Regions from separate parts of the Ovis aries genome. Here region 2 is linked to region 1. The links are chromatin contacts, called in public Hi-C maps. All regions are on one chromosome and are shown on one strand. Each heading gives the region's core, a stretch centred on a gene start, on an enhancer-like site or on the middle of the called end of the contact. The rest is flanking DNA. Distances are from core to core; before and after follow the strand shown. Region 1 holds the start of PPP4R1 (protein phosphatase 4 regulatory subunit 1). Region 2 overlaps RAB31 (RAB31, member RAS oncogene family).

Region 1 (6,677 bases), core at 2,192-4,691:
AACCTGCGGCCTGGTGACCGTGGACAGAGCTGAAGTTCTGTGCATCTCAGGGCAGCCTCGGACCCCTATAAACAGGGAAAGAGCCTGAGTAGAGAGAACTCTGGCTCAGTTTTGTGGCTGTTTCCTCCCTCTCTTCTTTATTCTTTCTTTTCCTAAGGTGGTGTGAAAAAATGTGAATAAAAAGAGACCAGTGTCTTTGAAAAACAAAACCAAACTATGAAAGCTCTGGGAAAAACTAAGAACTCACAATTTGGAATTTCATCTTGACACAGAGCTTAAATGGGACTTAAAAGAAGCGTAGAAAAGAAAGAAAACAGAAACTTCACACAAATACTTATCTTTATACAATTTGCCAAAATATGTACAGGAGGCTTTGGGTAAGAGATTGGAAATTAATTTTTTAAAAAAGGAAAATATACCTGGCTTAAAAAAAAAACAACTCAGAGATGAATGAAAATAAAGGTTAAAAAATTTATTTAAAAGCCATTTTTATTGTAAAAGCATGTCTCCATTATCAGATTGATTCATTTATTATTATTCAAAACAGTAACTAAAAGATCTGCCTTTTACATACTTTCCACTTTAGGAAGGACCATCCTGAAGAAAAAGTAAACCATTCAATTACCAATTCAAAAATTAATAAATGACATAGCAAGCAATGTCAGGTAGGTTTTTTATTAGCAATATTTTCCCATGATACTTATGTCTGCAATAATAAACATACTTATTAAGTTGTTTTAAGAGCCAAGTTTATCAATTTCCAAGGCTCCTTGGCTACTCATAGAAGTCTTCACTATCATTTGGAGGAGGACTTCTGAAAAATCCAGGTCTTAGTAGCCATGATTGGATAATACTTTTGAAAGCAGTGACATGTGAATTCCCCCTGTTTTGCAGATTTTAGGGGCAGAGCAGGTGAAGGACGCAGACTCTGGGTTGTGCTCTGACCTCCAGACACACAGCTCGGCATCCACCGTCTACACTGTAAGTGCAGTTGGGGTAAGGCCATAGCACAACAATGACTGTTCTTTAAATGTCATTTACTATGAGGAGGAAGCACAGCACCCTTTACAAATACTGGCGTAAAAACCATTTATTGTATCTTTGAGCAAGGACTAGAGAGTGACAGAATAATCACATGTAAAAAACGTGCTTGTGCTGAACCATGAATAAAAATGTCCTCACTGAAATGTCTAAACACTGAGCTGCCTCCAGGGACCTGCCCTAAAGTGGGATGCAGGTAAGATGATAATCAAATGCACAGCTCCTGAACAATATGGATACAATTACACAGCCCCTCCTCCTTGGCTGCCTTCCCAGAGAAAGTGAGATAAAATTCACTGTGCAGCCTTGCTTACCCAAGGCAGAGTCTCAGTCGACCTATATATCCCAGGCTAGCATTTGGTTGTTGTTCACTTGCTCAGTCGTGTCCGACTCTTTGCTGACATGAACTGCAGCATGCCAGGCTCCTCTGTCCTTCTCTCTCTCTCTCTCTCTCTCTCTCTCTCTCTCTCTCCGAGTTTGCTCAAACTCATGTCCATTGAGTCAGTGATGCCATCCAACCATCTCATCCTCTGTCACCCCTTCTCCTCCTGCCCTCAATCTTTCCCAGCATCAGGGTGTCTTCCAATGAGTTGGCTCTTCACATCAGGTGGCCAAAGTATTTGTAACATAACATCTGTTTTATCACCATCACTGAGTCTTACTCTACTGGGTGGATCGCCCAGATGGTCCCCTTCACCTCCACGTGTGTCTGGGGGCCAAAGCCTAGCTGGCACTGTAGAGTCTGTGCTGCTGCAGGGAGACCCCAAGCTAGTGGAAAGACCCCAGTGCCCTGCCCTCCCCTTTCCACCCAGGATTACTGAAGTGGTAGCATTTAGCAGGGCAAAGCTCTCATAGACTGAGTCAAATGACAGTTGTGAATTTCTAGCTCCTTGTCATTTTGAGAGTATCAGCTGAATTTACATAATAGTGTCCTGCAAGGAAGGAGAGAACTAGATGGTGGCCATTTGGCTTTTAGTTTTAATTATTTTGTTAAACTAGACAGACACTAGAAAACTAGACACTAGAGTTAGAGATGCTATTCCAGTTTTTCTTGCTCTAGCAAAATATTAATAATACATACTATGGAATGCATGTTTCCCCAGTGGCTCAGACGGTAAAGAACCCGCCTGCAATGCAGGAGACCTGGGTTCCATCCCTGGGTTGGGAAGATCCCCTGGAGAAGGGAAGGAGCAACCCACTCCAGTATTCTGGCCTGGAGATTTCCATGGACAGAGGACCCTGGCAGGCTACAGTCCATGGGGTTGCAAAGACTCGGGTCAGGACTGAGCGACTTTGACTTCTCTTCTTGAAATCCATATTGCAACCTGTAACATCTGAGAGAGAAGTATTTTAAATAGCTACGTGGGACCCATTTTATTATCCAGAATTACGTATTTCAGAGGCTTTCTTTCACGGCATTAAATGTAATATAATGTCCTTGGTTAAGATCATCGTGCAGACCATTCGGAATTCCGTCTCCTCCCCCAAGGCCAGACCCCCAACGTGGCGTCATTTACACACGTCCCTGTGTAACGGTCATTCAGGGCATGACCATCCTGGAGGCCTTGGGGGACCGGTAGGTAGGCTTGAGTCCTGGACAGAGGCCAGTGGGCAGTGGGGCAGGGAACTGGAGCTGAGGCCCCCTCCATACTGGGCGGTTGCGTGCATCCCTGAGCACTTATGGAAAGACGGAAGTAACAGAACGCGTGCTGCAAATTTCAGCCGAGCGCCTCGAGTGCTACGACAATTATTTAAATTATTTACAGACAAAAGCTAAGGCGAGGCGCTGTTCCCCAGCACCTGCGGGACGCCCAGTACTCGGTGCTCGGCTCCTGTCGTTCTTCCTTAATCCCAACGACCCCGGGGGCGAGGTTCGTTGGTACTCCTGCAACCGGGGCGCACGCCCACCGCCGGGCCGGAGCCAGCGCGGGAGCCGGGCCGTCCCCGCGGCTTTGTTCGCCGCACCCGGCGGCCGGCGCGGAGGCGGCGCTTCACGCCCGGAGGTGGCCCCGGCGCGCGGCCGAGCAGACGGGCGGGCAGGTGCCGGGACCGGGGCCCGCGGGCCGACGGGCGGCGCCAGTGACCCAACAAAGCGCGCGGGCGGCCCCGCCCGGCTAAGCCCGGCACACGGCGCGGAGCCCCGGCGGCGGCGGCGGCGGCGGCGGCGGCAGCAGCAGCAGCGCCTCGGACTCGGCGCACCGAGGGGCCGGCCGAGCCGAGAGCGCGCCGGAGGGCGGAGCGAGCGAGGCGGCAGGCGGAGCGGCTCGCAGGCGGGCGGGGCGGGCCGGGTCCGCCCGGCGTCCGGAGCCGCCCCCGGCCCGCCGCCCTCGGCCCGCCCCGCGCGTCCCCGCGGCGCCGCCCCCCGCGCGCGTCCACCGGCCGCCGCGCGCGCCGCCCCTGGAGCCCCGGGTCCCCGGGCGACGGCGGAGGAGGGGGCGCCGCAAGATGGCGGGTACGGGCCCCGCGGCGGGCGGCGGGCGGGGACGCGAGGGCGCGGGGCGGCGGGCGGCGGGCTCACGGCCTTTCTTGTCTCCCTCGGCGCAGACCTGTCGCTGCTGCAGGAGGACCTGCCGGAGGACGCGGACGGATGTGAGTGCGAGCCGGGCGGGCGGGAGGCAGGGCGCGGGCGGCGGGGAGCCCAGGCCTCGGCGGCTCGGGGCGGCCGTTCGGGCGGAGCCGCGGCGGCGGAAGCGGGAGCGCGGCGGCTGGTCGGCGGGGCCGGGGCCGCGGCAGGCAGGGCTCGGGGCGCCGCCCGCCGCCCAGAGCCCCGCCGAGGCCGCCGGCCCGGGTCCGGCGTCCGGGCTGAGGGGTCCTGGGGGCCCGGGTCCGCGGAGGCGGAAGGGGCGGCCCCGGCGGGACGGGCCCGCAAGCATCTACCGCCTTTCTTCGGCGCAAAGGCTGGCGGCTTGGCCGGGCCTTCCCGCGCCTCCACGCTTGGCTTCCTGGGGACCGTGAAGTTTCCGAGTGGAGGAGTCTTGTGCTTCAGGAAAAACAAAAAGTTTGACATTGTTCCCGGAGGAGCGTCGGGAAGGAGGCGTCCCGCTCGCGTGCTCTGCTCCGGGGTCGGAAGGGAGCTGGGAGGCGGCTCCAGCGGGGGCGGCTTACGGGGACGTGGGGGCTCCGGGAACAGTGAGGTGGTGCGGGCCGCCTCGGGGGTCCCCCGGGGGCTGTACCTGGGCGTCCCTCCTGTAGGTGCCGGGAGCTGATCCCTAGCGTTGTCTAACGTGGTTTCCTTGCCCAAATTAAGCTCAGTTTTTAAATTACGGGGTATTTTGAGTGACGTGAGGGAAACTGACTCTTTATAAGGAGCTTTTAGGAAAAAACATTTCTAAAGTGAATGAACCATACGTAAACTCGTGTTTGGTGCAGTCTGGGTTTACGGTTTTTTTCTTCTTCTTCAGTAAAAAGGCTCTCTGAAGGCAGCAGTGCTCATGTAGTGAAGGCCGGCTCTCCCATCTCCGTTCGTGCTGTCCACTAGGACGCGCGCACCTGCTAAGTTTCAGGTGTCGGTTACCGCAGCTCTGGGGCTCCTGCAGGGTTAGCGTTGGAGAGGTTCGGAGAGTTGACTAAGGACTGTCCCTATGCGGGGCCTTCTCAGGCGTGTGTTTAGGCCCAAGGCTTTTTCTCGGTGGAAGACGCCCCTCTGCAGCAGGTGTCGAGGACTGTCTCATTCATTTACTGTCACTTGGGTGCCCTGGATAATCAAAGCCTAAGAGATGAGCTGCAGTTTTCTCCTTCATCCTTAAGGAGCACAGTCTGAAAGGGGCAGCCCACCGGTGTGGAACTTGGCCTGATTTTCTCAGGACTGTCCAGACTGCTGAGGGGAGAGCAGCAGAGGCGGTCACGCTCTGTGCCCTTCTAGCGGTTCCCAAGTAGCTTTGATGATGTAAGTGTGACAGTGAGGTGTCCGGGCATCCCAGTACAGTGTTGGACAGACCGGGCTTAGGAGCAGGACTGCTTAGTTCCAGCCTTGGCGTCCTCAGTTTGAGCAGACTGCAACTCACTTGAACTTCTCAGTGCCAAATGTAGTCATTTATAAATAGGTGTAATTAACGTTAGCTGCCTTAGAGAGCTGTTAGAGCTTTTCGTAAATTAATTCACACAAAACACTTAGAATAATACCTGGTAAATAGTGACTACAATTTTTGTTGGTGTTATAAGGGAAGCTGGAAAGAAAGTGCAGGGAGGGGATACTGATGTTGAACATCACGCCACAAAATTTACATATTTACAGGTGCTGCTAGTGCTCTTAACTTTTTTAAGATCCTGTTTGTTCCCTCCGTGTGTGTTTTATTGAAGTACAGTTGATTTACTGTTGAGTGCTGTCGAGTGTATTTCAATTTAGGATAAAATGTTCAACCTTAGAAGGTACAGGTAGCTTATTTGCATATTTATAGTTTGGTGGAAGTCTTTGTTGGAATAATTGCTTATTTTTCTTAGTGGCTGCAGTTTCTACATGTGATGGCTTTACCCAGAATATTCAGGAACAAGCCATCTTGGAACCTACCTACGGCCAGTTAAAGGACCCCTCACGGCCTGTTGTGAAGGGGGTGGGTGAGAGGGGAAGCTAGCCATGGGGCCTTGGCCAGGGTGAGATGGCTGGGGAGGAAATGGAGAGGCTGGGCATGTCCTGGACAAGGGAGTGGACCAGAGATGTTGGGGTGGAGGAGGTGGGGGTTGGGCTGCCTGCACGGCTGGACTATGTCTCCGAGCCAGGTCTTCTGCCTGGGGCAATGCTGGCGGAGGCTATCTCGGGGCTTGCCCCTTCAGCTACACCAAGGGTTGAGTCAGCTGCTTGAGCTCCAGATTCTTGGTGGCCTTTCCTAATTGCAGGTCCTAGACTTAAGACAAAAGAGAGTCAGTGCTGTTGTACAAGTAATGAGCAGCTGGGGAGCCCGGGGGAGGCCCCAGGTGAGATCCAGATCTTGAAAAGGGGCCATCACCAGATCCTGAAATGAGAGTCTCAGGTCATTCATTGATTAGTTTCATTTTAAGCCTCTAGTCTCTATGTAGAATCAGTAGAAACGTGAGTAGAACAGGAAAGGGTTGGTCAGAGATGGACTTGACTGATACTCTTGGAGGAAAAAAACCCCTAATGTGTGAAAAATGGTACCTTGTATGTACACCTCAAAGGATCATAGAGAAGAGAGAGAAGTGGAGTCTATTAGTTGTGTCTGACTCTTTGCAACCCCATGAACTCTGGCCGGCCAGGCTTCTCTCTGTCCGTGGTATTTTCCAGGCAAGAATACTGGAGTGGGTTGCCAGTTTTTTCTCCAGGGGATGTTCCCAAACCAGGGATCGAACCCTGGTCTCCTGCATTGCAGGCAGACTCCTTATCAGGACATCTTTGTACGATACTATTAAGTTTAGGAGACTAGCCCATTGAAAAATTCAGTTTGCTTAAAAGTGATATTTCCAGTACTTAACCGCTGATGAGAGGCACTTTGAATTTCAAAGAGAAAGCAGAGCGACTTCCAAGCTAGGGAACCCTTTGTGTTCCCGGGATGATGGGTTCCAGTGTGGAGTTCCAGATAGACTCTCGGAGGAGGAGATTTTAAATTTCTGTCATCAGTTCTTCACAGACACAATTCTGGTGTACAGTTAAGTTGCTGGATTTCTAGGGTAGGTAAGATGGG
Region 2 (6,677 bases), core at 3,087-5,586, 110 kb before region 1:
AAAAAAATATACCCAGACTACGCTTTTCATTTTACAGATATGACGGAGGTAAGCCTGAGACCTGAGATGACCTTGACCCTGGTCAAGAAAGAATCTGATGGCACAGTCAGGAGAGAAGACAGAGCCCCATGGCCACCCTGGAGGATGAGGGTCACAGTCCCTCAGTTTGCTCATCTGTGAAATAGGCCCCAAATCCACCCTGCGTGATCTATGGGCTGCTTCAGGGTCAAATGAGGAAACAACAGCTGTGAAGTCCCCGTCGGTACACAGTGAGCCAGCAAGGAACAGCTCTAGGGAAAGTAGCAATGCATATCATACCATATGTATGCATGCATTCACCTATATGTGGGGCTTCCTGGTGGCTCAACTGGTAAAGAACCTGCCTGCTAATGCAGGAGATGCTAGAGATGCAGGTTTGATCCCTGAGTCGGGAAGATCCCCTGGAGGAGGGCATGGCAACACACTCCAGGCTTCTTGCCTGGAGAATCCCATGGACAGAGGAGCCTGGCGGGCTACAGTCCATGAAGTCGCAAAGAGTTGGACATGGCTAAGAATGTGCACACACACACATACCTGTATGTGCAGACACCTCTCTCTGTTCCTGATTTCCTGCCACTAGGAGAAAGACAATTACTGTTTGAAATGAAGACTGACAACCGTTGCTCTTTTGGTGTTTTGTTTTGTTTTTTTCAGCCTCCTTGCTAGCTTTCAAGTTCAGACTTTCAGGCGTCTTTGCTTCCAGAGCAATGGGGGTGAGCAATGCTGGACTGGCTTCATTACCTGCAGGAAGCAGAATCTGGCAGAGAAGAAACACGATGTCCTTGTAAAGGTCAAACTAGAAAGAGAGGTGTACACATCTGTTCATGATGTCGACAGTCTGCTTGAACAGCAGTCAGGGTTTCTCATGAGTCACCGGGTGGCAAGGATGAACTTTCGGTGCAGAAACGATGCCCTTTCACAGCCTGAGGTCCTTCTCAAGGCAGTGATCACTGTGGGAGGCGGGTGGACTCCCAGTGGACTCGATGGCTGCGAGTCAGAAGCTTGCCGTGTGCCCTGCCGTGAATCTTCTCCACTCAAGGCTGATGGAGGCCGTTGCCCTGTCCTCATCCATCCTACCCAGTTCCCCAAATTGATACACCCGTTGTTTCCCAGCTGAGGAAAACCAAACCTTGCTCTCTGCAGAGAGCATGCTGACTTCATGGAGAAAAAGACACTGGGCTAAGTACTAAGATGGTGAAAAATTAACCACCTGCAAAGCAGCACGGCAGAAGCACATCTGGTGAAGTCATCCTAGCAAAGAGAAAGCGAAGAGAAAGCGAACAGGAAGTGCTCTCGTGTCCCAAGGCTGAGGTCTGGGCAGGGCAGGGGGTAGGAGGGCAATCCTCCCCTCCTCTCCCAAGCATCAGAACAGAGATGCCGACCCTGGATTCAGCCAGGAAAGGAAAATCAATCTGCCCACGATCCGTGCAGACGGCTCTGCTGTGCGTGGACGCGTTCCCAGGTTTCCTGGCAGGCAGATTCAAGCAGGACCTTCAGGGATTCGTCCCATCTGGAAATAAAGTCGGCATGATCTGCAGAATAACGCACTCGAGATCAAGGAAACAACCCGAGGCGGCAGTGAGGGCGGCTGGTGCAAGGTGGAGGGGACTGCAGGGATAGGAAGACTGGACACATCGCCCAAGGCCCTGAGTTGTGTCCAAGTCTTCACAGTCGGGACTGAGTCTCCCTGGCTGGGATGAACACCCTCGAAGGCTCAGACACTGTGACCTCTCTGGGTACTTAGAAAGGAAGAAAGGTGAATCGGAAGAACAGATGAGAACTTACCCAATGGTCGGGCTGATGTTGTGGTCAAAGTGATCCTGGACGAATCGACACACGATGCTGGACTTCCCCACGCCAGTGTCCTGGAAGAGGACGAGAACAGAGCCATGAAGACAAAGGGGGCGGATTCTGACCCAGCATAAACAGAACCCAGCACAGGGGAGCTTACTTCCGGCTGGGGGGAAGTGGGATATTTCCTTCTATTTCATACCAGAAATTTTGACAATGAAGTCATATTGCCTTCATAAAAGAAGTATGCTAAAAGTAAGTTTCAGAAACATGTGCCATCTATACACAATAATTAACCTAGAACTGGCATGTCCCAATACATTTACTTCCAGAAATTTGGAAATTTGGGGAGGGATCTAAGAAGCACAGCAACAATATCACTTTGTTTTGGTAGAAACTGATTTTATTCAAACCTTTAGCACTCTAAGAAGGCATAACCTATTTTTCTAGGTATCATCCTGTAAGAACGATAAATTCTAATTATTGCATGTTTATCATTTTCTCTCTAGAATCTGATGGCTGCATAAGAACCTCCAGTTTTGCTCAATTGTACAGCTCTTTCTCTGTTAAATAATTCTATAAAGCTGTTAGGAAGGCGGTCCACTCACAGACTGGAAAGACACATGCATTTTTCTCTGTGTGTGCATGCTAAGTTGCTTAGTCGTGTCTGACTCTTTGCAACCTGACTGTAGCCGGCCAGGCTCATCTGTCCACGGGATTCTCCAGGCAAGAACACTGGAGTGGTTGCTATTTCCTCCTCCAAGGGATCGTCCAGACTCAGGAAGCGAGCCCGCCTCTCTTAGTCTCCTGCATTGGCAGGCGGGTTCTTCACCACTAGTGCCACCTGGGAACTCCCAAATGCATTTTTCTCCAGTCCTTTCCAAATCCCTTGTCAAATGGTTTAAGGAATTAAAAAGAAAAAACAAAACATTCACAAGGTCATAGAGATGGGAGAAGAGACAACCATCAGACAAGTGAGGACAGAGAGGAACAGCTGGGGGAGGGAAGGTGGGGTCACTGTTAAAGAGGGAGCCGGAGCCTAAGGGCCTGCAGCGGGGAGAGCGAGTCAGTCCCACCCATGTTCCCTGCAGGTACCAAGAGCTGGAGGCAGTGCTGGAATCAGAATATCGGAATCAGAGGCAGGAGGATGCTGGAGGCTGACTCCAGAACACCTGTGTCACATACAGGCTGGCCCACGACCCTGCACACAGCTCGGGTTGGGGCGGGGGGAGCTACGTACCCCACCCTGCCCCACCCTGTGCGAGCCCAGATGGAAGGGGTCAGAGGCTTTGTGTCTTTGTGTCTCCCCGCTTGCAGACCCAGCTATGAGTCCCCCAACTAGAGGCCACGTGTGCCCCCACCCACCAGCCCCTGTGCAAACAGAGCTTTGGGGAGGCATTTTATTTTTTTAAACATTCTCCTTTTATTTATTTTTTTCTTTTGGCCAAGCCATGCAGCATGCCGGGGTTTTAGTTCCCTGACCAGGGATCAAACCCGTGCCCCCTGCATTGGAAGCGTGAACCCCTAACCACTGGACCAGCAGGGAAGTCCCTGGGGATGCATTTTAATCTTTAAAAAAGAAATACTCATCTAAGAAATACCGGAGATTTACACCCACAGAAAAGTAGAGGATGCATTTTTAGAAGATCATTCAGAAAGTAAGACGGACCCTCAGAAACTAAAAACATGATGACAAAAATGGAAATTTCAAAGGAAGAGTTGGCAAGGTAAAGTCCAGAGATTGCCCAGAAAGCAGGACAAGGAGAACAAAGCTCCTGCCCCCGCTGCCCTTTGAGAGTGGCCGCACGGCAAGGAGATCCAGGGCACGTATCTGCTCTGGGAGGACTGTGGAGATTCAAGACAGAGAAGTGAGCGGGGAAAGAGACACACCTAGCCCAAGAAGGAAAAGACAGTGATGAGCTTCTCTTCAAAGCTTCACGTTAAAAGCCCACAGATCAAGGAGAAAATGCTGAAACTCAGAGAAAGGTGTTTTTCTCCAGACACTGAAACATGAAATCAGATTTGAAACACCATCAGCATCTGAGTCATGGGAGTGCCCTCTCGCTCCCGCATTCAAGGGACAATCCTAGCAAACCCGGGGCGGGAGGGCCTCGGGCTTGGGATCCTCATCAGAAGGTCACTGTCCAGAAGGTGTCATCTCCCAGAGCACGTGGCCTGCATTGGCTCTGAGCCCCCAGAAAAAGCCGCACCAGACGCTGCATCTTTGCAGCCCTGAGTCGATGTGCAGAGTTCAAAGAGGTGACGACAGAAAGGAAACACCAGCTCCTCAGACTCCAGATCAATGCGACTGCTATTTCCAGCTGCATCCCCAGGAAGGACTCCAGCTAACGCTTCTCAGTGTCCCCAGACCACAGCCCCGTCCTTGCCATCTCAGCTGAGCTTAAAGTCCCTGTGAAAGAGCAGACCCCTACCACCCTGCAGTCCTCACAGTCCCAGCGACTCTGGACAGGGAGAACTGGGCTGCACCCAGGCCTCCCCCGTACCCAGCTGGGACAATGGCCCCTTGATAGCCTCCCCCCCAGCAGCAGAGCCCTTCCTCTAAGGGAGCGGCTGGCATCCAGGGCTCTGGCCCGAGGGGGCATTCTCATGGGCAGGACTCTGCTCCAGGGGGCACGTTTCGGAGCCCATTTACTTGCTCTGCCCAAGGGTTTCAGCTGCCAAGAGCTGACTCATTAGAAAAGACCCTGATGCTGGGAAAGATTGAAGGCAGGAGAAGGGGACATCACCAACTCAATGGACATGAGTTTGAGCAAACTCCGGGAGATGGTGAAGGACAGGGAAGCCTGGAGTGCTGCAGTCCATGGAATCCCAAAGAGTTGGACACGACTGAGTGACTGAATGACGACAAAGTCATCTTGTGGGGTCAGAGGCTTTGTGACAACTTGGGGATGGCCTGCTCCCAGGCCTGCCATTCCCCCGTCGGCCACCAGGGGAAGGCCCTGCCCACGGATGGCAGACGATGGCAGAGCAGGATGCAGGGCAGTCGTCATGAATCACTGAGCTGGGTGACTTCCTTTTCCTGCAGGACCTCTTTCAGACAGTCACACACACACATACACACAGAGGCAGGAGGAAAACGCCCCAGATCATGCCTGTCCCACAGGAAATTGCAAAGCTCTGAAGCAGCAACTCCTGGGTGGATAAAGGCATCAGAGGAACAAGAGGAGGGCCGGGAGGCACAGGCTGCTCACCCCTTCTCCTCGGCCCCGTGACTTCCGGGGGACTCGACGCCCTTGGAAGGAAGCTGGCTCCACTTCCTGAAATGACAGGACGTTGTTACAGCCCATCCAGCCCCGAGTCTGCAGGAAAGGAGGCTGCGTGGCTTCCCCGAGGTCACACAGCAGGTTGGAGGGTCAGAGAACAGTTTTCCGAGTCCCATGAAAACCCTACAGGCTCTCACCAGGTAAATCAACTCCCCGACAGATGTAAATGTCTTCTTAAAAGAAGTCCACTTCTTGGACCCATGAGGGCCTTTACTACTGCTTTCCAGGTTCACCAACCATAAGAGAGTCATTCGCCCTAAAGATACATCTGCTAGGTCTTGCCCGAATGGGAGGAGGACGTACTGTCAGCTACCAAGGAGGCATCACATAAAACCAATTCTTTTCTTTTTTTAATTGAACGTAGTTGATTTAAAATGTCGTTCATCGTTAGTCTCAGGTGTACAGCACAGTCACTCAGTCACACACACACACGTACATCTGTATCTATATCTGTTCTTGGTCAGAGTCTTTTCCCTAATAGGTTGTGCTGCGTTTTGTGCTAACCTGCTTAGTTGTGTCTGGCTCTGTGAGACCCCATGGACTGTAGCCAGCCAGGCTCCTCTGTCCGTGGGATTCTCCAGGCAAGAATACTGGAGTGGGTTGCCATGCCCTCTTCTGGGGGATTTTCCCAACCCAGGGATCGAATCAGGGTCTCTTACTTTTCCTGCATTGGCAGGCAGGTTCTTTATAACTAGCGCCACCTGGGAAGCCCCTAGGTCACTTACACATCAGACCTAAACTTTCAAAGGAATCAGACAGGGTGTCACAGCCAGGGGGACCAAAACTGCACAGGCTACCCTAAGAAGTCAACAGGACGGCTGATGGCTGGGCTCCAAACTTTTAAAACTCAGGCATGCATCTTTCTGCTGACATAATGCTCTAAATAAATCACGATTCTTTCCCAAGCTTGGGCCTGTGCTATAGCTCTCTACAATGAAGACCCCAACATCCATTTATAGTATTATTTCCATAGGAAACTTTATTCTACTTTCAAACTTGGGATTTCAGCCAGTACCAACCAGACTCTCAGGCCTACAGTCCAAGCAGAATACCCCAGGAGTGAAGAGATCTTTGGGGAACATTTGATGTTCAGTTGCTAAGTCATGTCCGACTCTTTGCAATCCCATGGACTGCAGCACGCCAGGCTTCCCTGTCCTTCACTATCTCCCAGAGTTTGCTCAAATTCATGTCCATTGAGCTGGTGATGTTATTCAACCATCTCACCCTCTGTTGCCCACCCTGGGGGACTCCTGCATTTGGACTCCAGGCATATTGCCAACAATCCCAACCCTTCTTCGGAACAGAAGTGGACTAAACATTCACAGCGATGATGACAAAAGCTGAGCTCATAAAAGCTCCCGGCACCCAGCCAGGCATTTTCTACGGAGAAGTGTCCACTATCATCTCCTGAAGCTTTGTTTCTGCTGTCATCTCTCTTCTCTCCTTCTGTGACTCCAGCTGTGTTTGTATTATACTTTTTCACCGTACCATGTACTTCTTTATCTTCTTTTCTTTATTTTCCATCTTTTATTTGTCTGAGTTTCGGTTTGGAATTATTCTGAC

Evidence for each region. A called contact is a pair of places that touch in the nucleus more often than the background predicts.
Region 2: a contact with region 1 is called in a Hi-C map of tail adipose tissue, with 2.5 times the contacts expected there. The contact joins the enhancer-like site here to the promoter of PPP4R1 in region 1. A contact is called at or near these places in 4 of 16 Hi-C or Micro-C datasets (blood, hypothalamus and tail adipose tissue).

The regions. Positions count from the first base shown.
Region 1 is chr23:42,222,019-42,228,695 of ARS-UI_Ramb_v3.0, reverse strand. PPP4R1 (protein phosphatase 4 regulatory subunit 1) reads left to right here and starts at 3,441. Exons shown (of 20, transcript XM_060405240.1): 1 at 3,441-3,493; 2 at 3,586-3,630. The coding sequence starts at 3,487.
Region 2 is chr23:42,328,315-42,334,991 of ARS-UI_Ramb_v3.0, reverse strand. RAB31 (RAB31, member RAS oncogene family) reads right to left here. Exons shown (of 7, transcript XM_015103657.3): 2 at 1,825-1,904. Among named protein-coding and RNA genes, the nearest start is that of RAB31, 29 kb to the right of the region's middle. Within about 2 kb of position 4,336, at least 27 of the 54 cell types and tissues checked have an H3K27ac peak or open chromatin away from gene starts, as enhancers often do. A contact at or near this core is called in hypothalamus and tail adipose tissue, where this site is marked.